2 separate regions of the Mus musculus genome follow, and region 1 is linked to region 2. Evidence: chromatin contacts called from public promoter capture Hi-C data. All regions are on one chromosome and are shown on one strand. The core of a region is the stretch at or near the end of the contact, and the rest is flanking DNA. Distances in the headings are between cores, read along the strand shown.

Region 1 (5,126 bases), core at 2,579-5,078, 1.0 Mb before region 2:
ATACAGACACACACAGACACACACACACACACACACACACACACACACTATAAAAAGTGAGTGGGAAAACAAGTTCTACTACATAGGAACATAAACAAAAACTTTTACTAACACACTTGGGAAACTCGTTCTCTGTGTAGAAAATTCTCTGGCACAATATCACAAAAGTTAGAAATGTTTTTAAAAGCCAGTCCCTTTCTCTCCAAACCTTTGAGTTATTCAACTCTTGAAGAATCATCTCATCACTGCAAATGAATCCCAGGCATCCATATTCTTGCCAGATTAAAGAACTATTTGCCAAATTCCAATTGAATATATTTAGCATGCAAAGAGGCATAGTGACTTACCTGAGAAACAATAGCATATTGGGAAGTTTCTCATAATTAGAATTATTGAAGTCCTCTTTCTTGTCCTGTATAAAAGTTCATCCTATTGCCATTTACAAATATTTTCTGTTTTAATGTTAAACCTTAACAGTGCACCCATCAATGTACAATACACTTATAAACCATCTTCTCAAATGGTTTTATAGTCTATAAATGTGAAATCTTTGAATAGTATCAAGTTTTGTGTGTTCCTATACCAAGAATTTCAAGTTTTAATACCATACTCTAGCTGGGATATTTAGAGTGTGTAGTTTCAAAGGCACCTAATAAAAATAACCCTTTGTATTGAGCAGAGGTGAGATTCGAGCTCAGCACACAACAATTGAGCAGCATGGTGGACTGCAGCATTTCATGACAAGAAAAACTAACAATGCATCTATCAAGTCAAAACCAAGGGCGTGGCCAGAGACACAATTGAATGTGTTGCATTTCTTCAAGTGCAATGTCTTCAAGAATAACCTCTAAAGATTTTCACTCATGAGACAAAGAAGTCCTCAATGTTTTCTACAGACCAGGAGGAGACACAGCACAGGCTCATTTCCTCATCTGCAACTTAGAAAGTCTATTAAAGTTTCCAAGAAATATATCCTAAGTATCATGTTTGTCTTCTTTATATAAATTATAGAGATGATAGATGATAGAGAGATATAGAGAGAGATAGAGAAATAGATATAGGTGATAAATATGGATGAACAAAAAGAAAAATAATAGCATATTTTGTGAAAGATAAAACACCTTTACATCATAAACAATATTAGATTTTTCAGAACTGTGTTTATTAATGGAAACCCCACAAATAAAATTTTGTCATGGAAAAATGGAGATACTTTGAGTACTAAAGTCCTTTATTTAACAACACAGAAATCTCACAAAAACAACTTTACTGGGCAAATTGAAGTGATTTTTAATTTTTTTTACAGTTTTGTACATGCCCCATAAGTGATTTTTTCTTTAATAAATACACTGTTTTCCAAAACTGCTTTTTAAAATAACTGCACAAGCTTACATACACTTTTACACAAATATCTATTAGAAAATGTAACCGATAACTGCACAGTTCAGAACGGGAGGACACTGGGAACGGAGTACACTTGGTGGCCCATGTCCTGAAATATCTATTTGTCAATTGTGGAACGGAATCCCTCTGAACACAGGAGCTGTGTTCTACTCGCTAGGAATACAGATCTCAGTGTGAAATGTCAAATTTAATAAAAAACAAAATCTGAAACATTTAGCTGTTACATGAGAACCAACTGTTTGATATCGCTGTGAATCTCACCATGATCAAAGACCCACTACAGCTTTCTGCTCAACATATTTGACCCTGACTCGTGCCTTCATTTAACTGTGTCTCTATTTTCTTTCTTTGATTACTGATACAATCAGCTAGTCTTTCTATGCTTTAGCACTAATTGAACAACATCCACACCAGGGCTTCTGACAAAGGATGGAACATTCCATTCCTTTCATGATTACTTAATGTTAATTCATAACAAGCCCATTGTCTCTCACTCCCTGTGATTGCTTAGTATGAAATGGAAGGTTTGGGGTTAAACAAAACAGGAGACGTTTTTGCATACCCATACATTAGGGGAAGATATTTACTATTCATGTAATCTGGATGGAGTCAGTACTACTTTGTGAGTGGGCCTCTGTGTTTGTATGAGGAGAAGAGGAGTCCAACAGAAAGTCACTTTAGTCTGAAAGTCAATAAAGACAGAGCTCTGCATTATAATATTCTTCTGGTGTGCTAAGGAATAGCTAGATGGAGCATCTGCAAAACACACTATGTGCCAACGGCCCACATGTTCTCCTGTACTCCCCTCAAATGCTGCCAGGGAATGGCATCCGTGAAGACTGGACTCTTGTGTACGTGGACTTCTCCAGCAGCTTGAGCAACATCTGGTCTGGCATGTCAGTTTTAAGTTGTATATATACGACCTACAATCTGATTGCTAACTTCTAAATTTCCTTGGTATGGAAAATGAGACACACAGTGAGCCGCTGTTAAAAGTTATGTTTCATTTACATTTTTGAAATAAAGAAAATACACAGGCATCCCTTCACTGCCCTAAGGCTACAGGCTGTTGGTATGTAGATAAACTTGAGAAAGAAAACTAGAGGTAATGTAGAAGGCTCATTTCTTCACCATCACCAGTGAGAACTCTATCTGTACCCTACATTTTGTAAACTGAGTTTAAGAGGAAACATAAGAAGTGTGTGGCATAAGAGCAATTAGTGTTAATAATGAAAATGCAAAAAAAAAAATTAAAGAAAAAAGGCCACACTGTTCATCATGGTAACAAACAGATTCCTCTACTTAAAAATAAATGGACAGCCATGTGAAACAACACATTTACAATACACAAATTCATTGTCTTAGAACAAAAGCCAAAAAACAAACAAACAAACAAACAGAAAAATATATCAAGATATGCAATACCACCTTGAGTTTTTGACTTTCCATACATTGCTATGAGGTCCTTATTGTGTGCCTAATACAGTCTGAAAGGAAATTGGTTTCATTTATAATCATTTTTTTTCTTAACATAAGCAAGGGAAGCGTCCCATTCAAGTGTGAAAATAAATTTTCACGTGCTCATAGTTCACTAACAAATTGTCCAAAATAAGAATAAAATAAAATAATAAAGTAAAAATTGTAAAGAGACAGACAGACAGGCAGACAGACAGTGGGACAATAAAGAAATAAAGAAATCATAGAACTCTCATTGGTCCTACAGCAGAAACAGAAATTATAGCTTCAAACAGTCTAGGGAATTCACACGGAGGAGAATGCTATCTCAAAAGTAATACACAGCACATTTTACCTTTTGATGAGTTCATCCCTCTTTTTAAGCATAGGCAGGTGTAATACATAATACATTTTCCTCACAAACGCTGCTTGACCATACTGCAGACTAAGCACTGGTATGCTAGCCAGGCACATTCGTCCCACTGGTGCCTTACACTTGCGTCCTACAAACCTACTATACTCTCATCCAGATGACCAATGATGGCGTAGTATTTGACCTGCCTTTAGAAAAAAAAAAATGTCATCCCTCTTTCCATTCAAATCTAAAATGAAATTTTTAAAATATTCCCCTGTCAGCTTTTGAAGCCCTTTAGACTCTAAAGTCTTGGCTGACTTATCGATCTCTCCTGTTGCTTTCCTTTTGATTCAGCTGGCTAACCTGTCTGGTGGTCATAAAGAACAAAGAGGTAAGTGACGCGGCAACTTTGTTATTCTTTGTGTCTTTCCTAAACTATGTTTTATTCCTGAAACTGATTCTTTTAGGCTAGTTGTCTTATTGGGATGGGCATCCTTTGAGAAGCAAGACTGTTCTAGGCAAACCAACTCGTACAGGGTGAGGCAGCCCTGGTTCTATAAAGCATTCTGAGGTGGGAGTGGGGGATGGGCTGTCTTGTTTTTATGAAATTCCTCACACTGTGGCCTTGCTTCAGTGAAAAGAAAGCTTCCAGTGGTAAGAAAGGGGAGGGAAGCAGTGGGTGTTCCATGAGAGACTGGGGAAGAATAGTGGTCCAACTGAGAGACTAAGGAAAGGAAGATAAAGAAACAAAAAAAAAAAGCCTCCCTTTTAACCAATGTGCTTGATTATTTTGAACTTGAAAATAAGCCCAGTCATGCCTTAAAGTAGGCTTCAATGCATTTGAGCATTGTTTTAAACCTACCCATCCAGCGTCATACACAGAATTCAAACATTTTGAATACTCTCTGGTTTTTGTTTTTCTTACCCTTCCCCAAAGCAAAATAATAATCAAAGAATAAAAAAGCTTAAACAACCTGTGTATGCCTAGGGGAAAAAAGTGGTGTCAGGCATGAATTTGTCTTTCTATGATCTGATAAGGTTAGCCTAGAAAACACATTTTCAATTAAAAAAAATTAAAAAAGATAGAACTGAATCTGCATTTTCCAACTATTCAGCGTACTCCCCTTACAGTGCAACCCAAACATGTCAACTACACTAAATATCCGGGGGTATCCCCTCTGTACAGCTCGTTTGTAAGCAATGCAAGTGCATAACCACTACTCTAATACAGTGCTCAAAAGATTAATTGCAACCTTCATTGTAGCTTTCCCTCTTATATCAACACAACCGAAGGTCATTGCTGGATGCGGCATTATCTTTTAGTCTTGACAAACCAGCCAACAAGCCTCTACACAAAGATGCATGAAAACCACCCGCCGGTGTTGTTTCTGCTTCTAAAAACAACTGGCCAAAAAATATTTAAAGCTAAAATTTATTGCTCCAGATTTTTAACTTGCAGAACCATAGTGTTGTGTACAAACTGTTAATCTCCATAGATGCTCAGACATGATTGTCTCCTTGTGTCTAAACACACAAAATACAAGCTGCTATCTGTACAGTTTACAGTACTGAAACACATATATTTGAAAATGAAGTATAGATATGTACTTTGCAAAGATACATGATTTTACAGTCGGGGGTTACCCAAACTTATTATTATTATTTTTTTTTACAGCCACTTTCAAAATAGACAACAACTTCACTAGTAGAGCTAAATACATCAAAGGAAGAATCAGTGTATTGAAAGTAAATAAACTGGCCAATTCCCCAAACTTCCCTGTTAATTTTATGTGTCTTTTTTTTGTTGTTGCTGTTGGTGTTTTCTTTTCCTCTTGTTTTTTGTTTTTTGATTTTTTTTGAAGAAATCCCTATACATAAAATGAAAATAATTTCTGGATAATTTCTTCAATGG
Region 2 (5,530 bases), core at 1,494-3,993:
ATAGGATATATATCTCCGTTATTAAACGAAAATTCTGTAAGAACCAGAATCTGAATAGAAATGTGTTTGTTTCAGAAATACAAATTTGTTCCAGAAAGACTGACAAGTTACGGAACTGTTTGAACACAGCACAGTTTCATATTTGCTTGGGTGTGTGATTGTGTCCACTTGAAACATTTAGGTTAATGAAATGAAATAAAAAATCATATCTAGATAAAATGATGACTGCGGAGAACACAGAAGTCAGCTGTGTGTCCTGTAAACACTTCGGGTGACCTCAGGCCCTGACTGTGTCACGGATGCCATCTCCCCATCATCTACTGTGGTATTTCTTTGTAACTTCAAAGGCTCTGCCATTCCCTAACTCACACAATGCAGGCTTTCTGAGGTGCAGGGCCATAAGCAAATGCCAGAACTTTCCCAAGATAGAGGACTACATTTATGGTAGCATTTGCACGTTCCTTGGGTGTTTGAACAGTGCCCTACACCTGTAACCTTAGGTGTAATTCAGGACTGCTAGGAAGATCACAAATGCATCGTTAGTTTAGCTTATATGGTGAGTTTCAGGTCAGCCTATATAAAAAAAGCAAAGACTTTATATCAAAACCAAAGCAATGCCAGCTATGGTGGGGTATGCATTTAATTCAAAAGAGAGAGAGAGAGAGAGAGAGAGAGAGAGAGAGAGAGAGAGAGAGAGAGAGAGAAAAGGATCTTCATGGGCTCAAGGCCAGTGTCTCCTGCACAGTGGGGGCCAGGCCTGTCAAAGCTCAAAGCTTTATAGTGAGATTAAACAAACACACAAGCCCAGAAGCAATGTGGGCTCAGGAGGTGGCTCGGTGGTAAAGCAAGCACTTGCTGCTCAAGCAAGGACCAGAATCTGGATTCCCAGAACTCATGAGAATGTCTGGAAGGCACAGGCATGGCTGCCTAGCAAGCCTAACCACACAGGCTTGCTCTACGTTCTTCTGAGAGGCTTGCCTCAAAGAATACGGTGGGATGATTCAGAATGATCCCTGACAACAAACAACCTTGTTTTCCACGCATGCTTGCTTGCGCATGTGCACACATGTATGTGTGCCCGGGCAAATTTGCATGTACCCACATATGCATATAGCACACACATGAAAATAAAAGACATTAAAGCAAGCCAAAAAAAATCTATCATGTGTGAAAACATATAAAACATATTATCTATTTTTTATTGGTTTTCTGGGTTTTTTTTCTTTTTTTTTTTCTTGGTTTTTAAATGTCTTATTTCCCAAAAGTCTTATAGTTTTAATTGTACAAATTTTCAGTTACAACACTATACTGAAGAGTATAGCTCTGATAGTCATTATATGAATATAATATATATATAAACAGGTGGGATATTTTAATAAATAATAAACCATTTTACAGCTTAAAAAGTTTCTTTAAAGGTATTTATTCAGTATACTTGGGAGAGCTTGTTTAAAAAAAAAAACAGCTCTCAATTATCTCAAATAAAAGCCATTCAGTGTGCCAAGCTATATATAGATGTCTCTATGGTGAGTATTTATCATTTATCTCTTAAGGTAATTATGCAAATTGCATCTAGCCTACATATCCTGTGCTGGGGAAAAAAGGTTTTTGTCTTTCTCCTCCTCGATTATAATCTTGTCCAGGTGGAGTTGAGCAAGATTCATAATGGGCAGATGGAAGTTGGTGGTCCCTTTACTGTAGAAGGGAATCTATTTTTCTCTTCGGGGTATCTTTTCCTTAACAAGGGTGTACGCAAAACACTCAGCACATTCCCAGAGCTTCTGAGATCTCTCCCTTGGGAGAGCCCAATAAATACAAGGAAAAACAACTTCAAACAATGAAAGGCCCTTCCCCTTTGCCTTTCTCCCTCTCAGCCCTTGCTTCTGCCTCGTGAGCCTTCTTCATAATTCCCCATTTTCAGTCTGGTCTCCTCCTTTTACATTCCCTTTCCTCAGACCAGGAAGTTTTTAAAGAAATTAACACTGAGTCGTCTATTCTTAAGGACCAAGACATGAAAGAAGACTGGAACCAGGAAAAAATGGAGCCCAGGCAAAGGCAGCCTGTGGAGAATACAAGTTCCTGGGCTCTGGGGACATTTATCCTCCTCCAGTTTTTGACTCTCAGCGGGGGGGGGGGGGGGGGTGGGAGTAAAAAACTGGAGGAGAATAAATAAAGCCAGTGTGTGTGGGGGGATCACTCTCAAAAGTCAATCTTTACTTCTCAGGAGATCTGACCAGGGTTTATTTAGCCAGTCAGACTGTAGCAGATGATTGCCAATGGCGAAATTAGATGCATTGCTTTGAGGGCACACGCTCCAAATAAAAAACCACCCTGTCTTGCACTGTCATGCGGATGTAAATTGTCATAGCTACACACTGACTTCAGAGCCACAGGTGGGAGAGCAGAGGAAAGTCGCCCAGGGCTCCCAGCGGCGGGCACAACACAGTTCACAGAGTGCACCTGCGCACGCCCATGGGCACACGTTCAACCCGCAGGCTGAGGGTTGAGCTAATGTGTCCTTCCCTTCCCTCAGCCCTGTCTCACCTTGCGCACCCCCCCCCCCCAGTCCTTGCCCCACACAATGAGATTTTTGTTTGCTTCAGTAGCATGTGACATTAGAGTCCCTGCTTTGCCTAACTCAGTGCAGCAGGTCTCTCGGGTAACAGGTGGCAACTTCCCCTGTTGGATTGTAGGTATAAAAGAATATGACCTCATGAGGGGCGGAGCCTGGGGACTCCAGGTAGCAGTCACAGTCAGGTAACCCTGCAGTGAAGCTGTGTAGTTAGAAGGGGGGCAGTTAGATGCTGAGGTGCGCCCTGAGACACTTAAGCCACCTGCAAACCTCAGAACTTTGTCTCTTTGCCTCCGATGGAGCCCAGAGAAGCCGCTGGGAAGGAAACCATGGGAAGCAAGAAGAAGAACTTGACTTTCTTGAGATCCAGGCTGTATATGCTGGAGAGGAGGAAGACGGATACTGTGGTGGACAGCAGTGTTTCTGGGGACCACTCTGGTTCCTTGAGGAGAAGCCAGTCTGACAGGACCGAATACAACCAGAAACTACAAGGTAAACTCAAGAGGAAGCAGCTACCCCAGGTGGCTTCTCCGTCCAGCTCAGGTTTTGGCTGGCTCCCATTTGCAGAGACCTTTGAGGCAGAGGAGAAAAATCAAACCCAACCTTCCCTTCTTAGAAAACAAGAGAAAGATGTGGAAAGGGATTCCAGAGATACAAAGATTTTTATATGACCCAAATGGTTAAAGAGCCACCTCTGAATCTTTTTTGTTGTTGTTGTTTTGTTTTGTTTTGTTTTGTTTGTTTTTTTTCGAGACAGGGTTTCTCTGTATAGCCCTGGCTGTCCAGGAACTTAATACCCTTCAGTTTTCTCCAGTGAGAGTAATTTTTTCCCCTCTGCCTTCCTTGTTCCTTCTCCTTCCCCGACTCAAATTAGAGTGGGGGAAGGGCAGGTACACCTGTGATTTAAAACGTACAAAAGACAGTTTATCCCGGTAGGTGGCTCCAAGATGCAACTTCCATGCGATCCAGCTAGGAGACTGTACTGAACTGAGGCTGAAGTTACCCGGGATGTGAAAGTATAATCACGTCTGTAAAAAAACATAAGTAATGTTACAGTCCGTGGGACCCTCTGACGGAATTCCCCAAAATCACTTAAATGACTGTTACCTTGAAGTGGACTAAATAGAGTCCAGACAGGGCAGAGTTGGTCCACACAGTTATGCTGACTGACCACTGAGGAAAATAACCACTTTATTTTGTGATGTGGGAGGATAGTCTGGCACAGTTATTAGGACACATCTTCCATCTCTGGCCCTGGATTTCCGTCTCCTTCCCACTACCCTTTCCCCTTAAAGGTCATTGGCTCCATAAGACTTGATTTTAGTGTGATAGCCAGCAGGGCTTTATCTCCACCGCTGCACCTGTCCGGGGAGCCTCCAGATCTTGTCTCTCCTGTTTTGTATACAAAACGTGAAGGAGCTCCCCTCATCCCACTGTGACTTGTCACTGTAGACTTTAAAACTGCAATGGCATTAAAAGACCAAGGGGACTTACTTGTTAGCAGAACACTTTCCCCAGAAGCAAGCTTAGTCTTGGCTATGCAAATTAGTCAACTTAAATGCATTTAAACGAAATGTTTTGAAACTCTAACTAGGGCATAATACTTTTTAAAAAACTCCTTCATGGTTTGGCACTAAATTGCGGTGTCAGTCTTTCTCCTTAAAGAAGTTATTTTTAATGAGGGAGAAATGGTATTTGATCTTTGAATTTAACTTCCTTCAAGGCAGTGTTGGAAGGAATGCAAATCTTAGTCATGCGCACTTGGTTTCCAATTCTGATTTTTCAGTTTACTACATACAAGACTTTGGAGAAAATTACTTTAAATTTCTGCACCCCAATTTTCCTACTTTTGAATGTAAGACTAATGATATTTATCATATAGTGATGGATTGAATTAGATACTGACACAAACCTCTAGTACCTTGGCTGGCAGATATTACATACTCAATAGATAACAATAGCAGTTATTTTCAATGTGAAGAATAGTGGGTGCCCTACTAGGAGACAGGTCAAGCTGGATATTCATTCAAACATATATGCCTTATGTTTTTTTGCTTCTGTTTGTTCTTTGATACATTGTACAGGCGTTCAGACGCCCGTCATACTACTTCCAACAATGGGTGTTTTTCTTCCCATCAGATTCACAAATACAATGTCTTACTGCTTCAGGTTTTCCACCAGCAAAATAAATTGGAAATAATTTCGGAACTTACTAATACAGTAGTCAGTTGTTAGCCATTTTGCAGAGGCTCCCGGGCTACCTGCACCCTTCATTTGGTTTGTGAGCCTTCCCTGTTCTGCCAGACTTTGTCTCTGAAAATAGAAGGTCTCGGAGTTCACCCACATTCCTAGAAGTACTTGGGGGTGGGGATCACCAGGGAGTGTAGATGGTCACACTGGAGCTGTAACTTAGCTGGACTCCCGAGGGGGACGCATGTTTAGGTGTAACCCAGAAAAACCTAAATCTGAGTCCTAATGGCCGGCAGAGCTTTCAGGACGGGTTTACAGCAGATGCTTCAGCATCATGGAAGGTCTTTTCACCACAACGGTCAAGGCAGTCAGCTCTGTGCGCTTGCTGTCTGCTTTGTTCCATGCCCATAATAGACGATGGTCAGATGACTCCTAGTTCTCTTATTGAAATGGTAAAGGTTTTGCCTCCATTTTTGTAGCCTTTGAGGCGTTAAAAAAAAAAAAAAGATGACCTGGATTGGTTAGAGCCCCAGAAAGATGATCCAAAACCAGTTGAAGGTCAGAATGCTTTCGAAGGCTGGAATTTCCAGTACTCCTAGGGTTCTAGGCTCAGTCAATGGGTTGTTTTTAGTGCTGTGTTGTTCTCTGAGTAACTCACTGTTCTATCCAGGTCTGAATGGAAGCCAGTTTTTTTGGTTCTGAAAATCAGATCTTTCCTCAGTGTCTGTGAGCTTGTCTTTAATCCACACTAGACAGTCTATCTGTTGT

The links. Promoter capture Hi-C pulls out the DNA fragments that hold promoters and counts their contacts.
Region 1: a promoter capture Hi-C map of stem cell-derived epiblast-like cells shows a contact between it and region 2, with 2.7 times the contacts expected there. The contact joins the enhancer-like site here to the promoter of Arhgef38 in region 2. A contact is called at or near these places in 4 of 39 promoter capture datasets (embryonic stem cells, liver, pre-B cells and 1 more) and 1 of 115 datasets of contacts at active chromatin or transcription factors (forebrain).

What each region holds. Positions count from the first base shown.
Region 1 is chr3:134,258,178-134,263,303 of GRCm38.p6, reverse strand. It overlaps Cxxc4 (CXXC finger 4), which reads right to left. Exons shown (of 4, transcript NM_001004367.4): 4 at 1,214-5,126. Among named protein-coding and RNA genes, the nearest start is that of Mir1895, 20 kb to the right of the region's middle. Within about 2 kb of position 3,828, at least 7 of the 459 cell types and tissues checked have an H3K27ac peak or open chromatin away from gene starts, as enhancers often do. A contact at or near this core is called in stem cell-derived epiblast-like cells, where this site is marked.
Region 2 is chr3:133,232,162-133,237,691 of GRCm38.p6, reverse strand. Arhgef38 (Rho guanine nucleotide exchange factor (GEF) 38) reads left to right here and starts at 2,743. Exons shown (of 14, transcript NM_001368752.1): 1 at 2,743-3,064. The coding sequence starts at 2,869.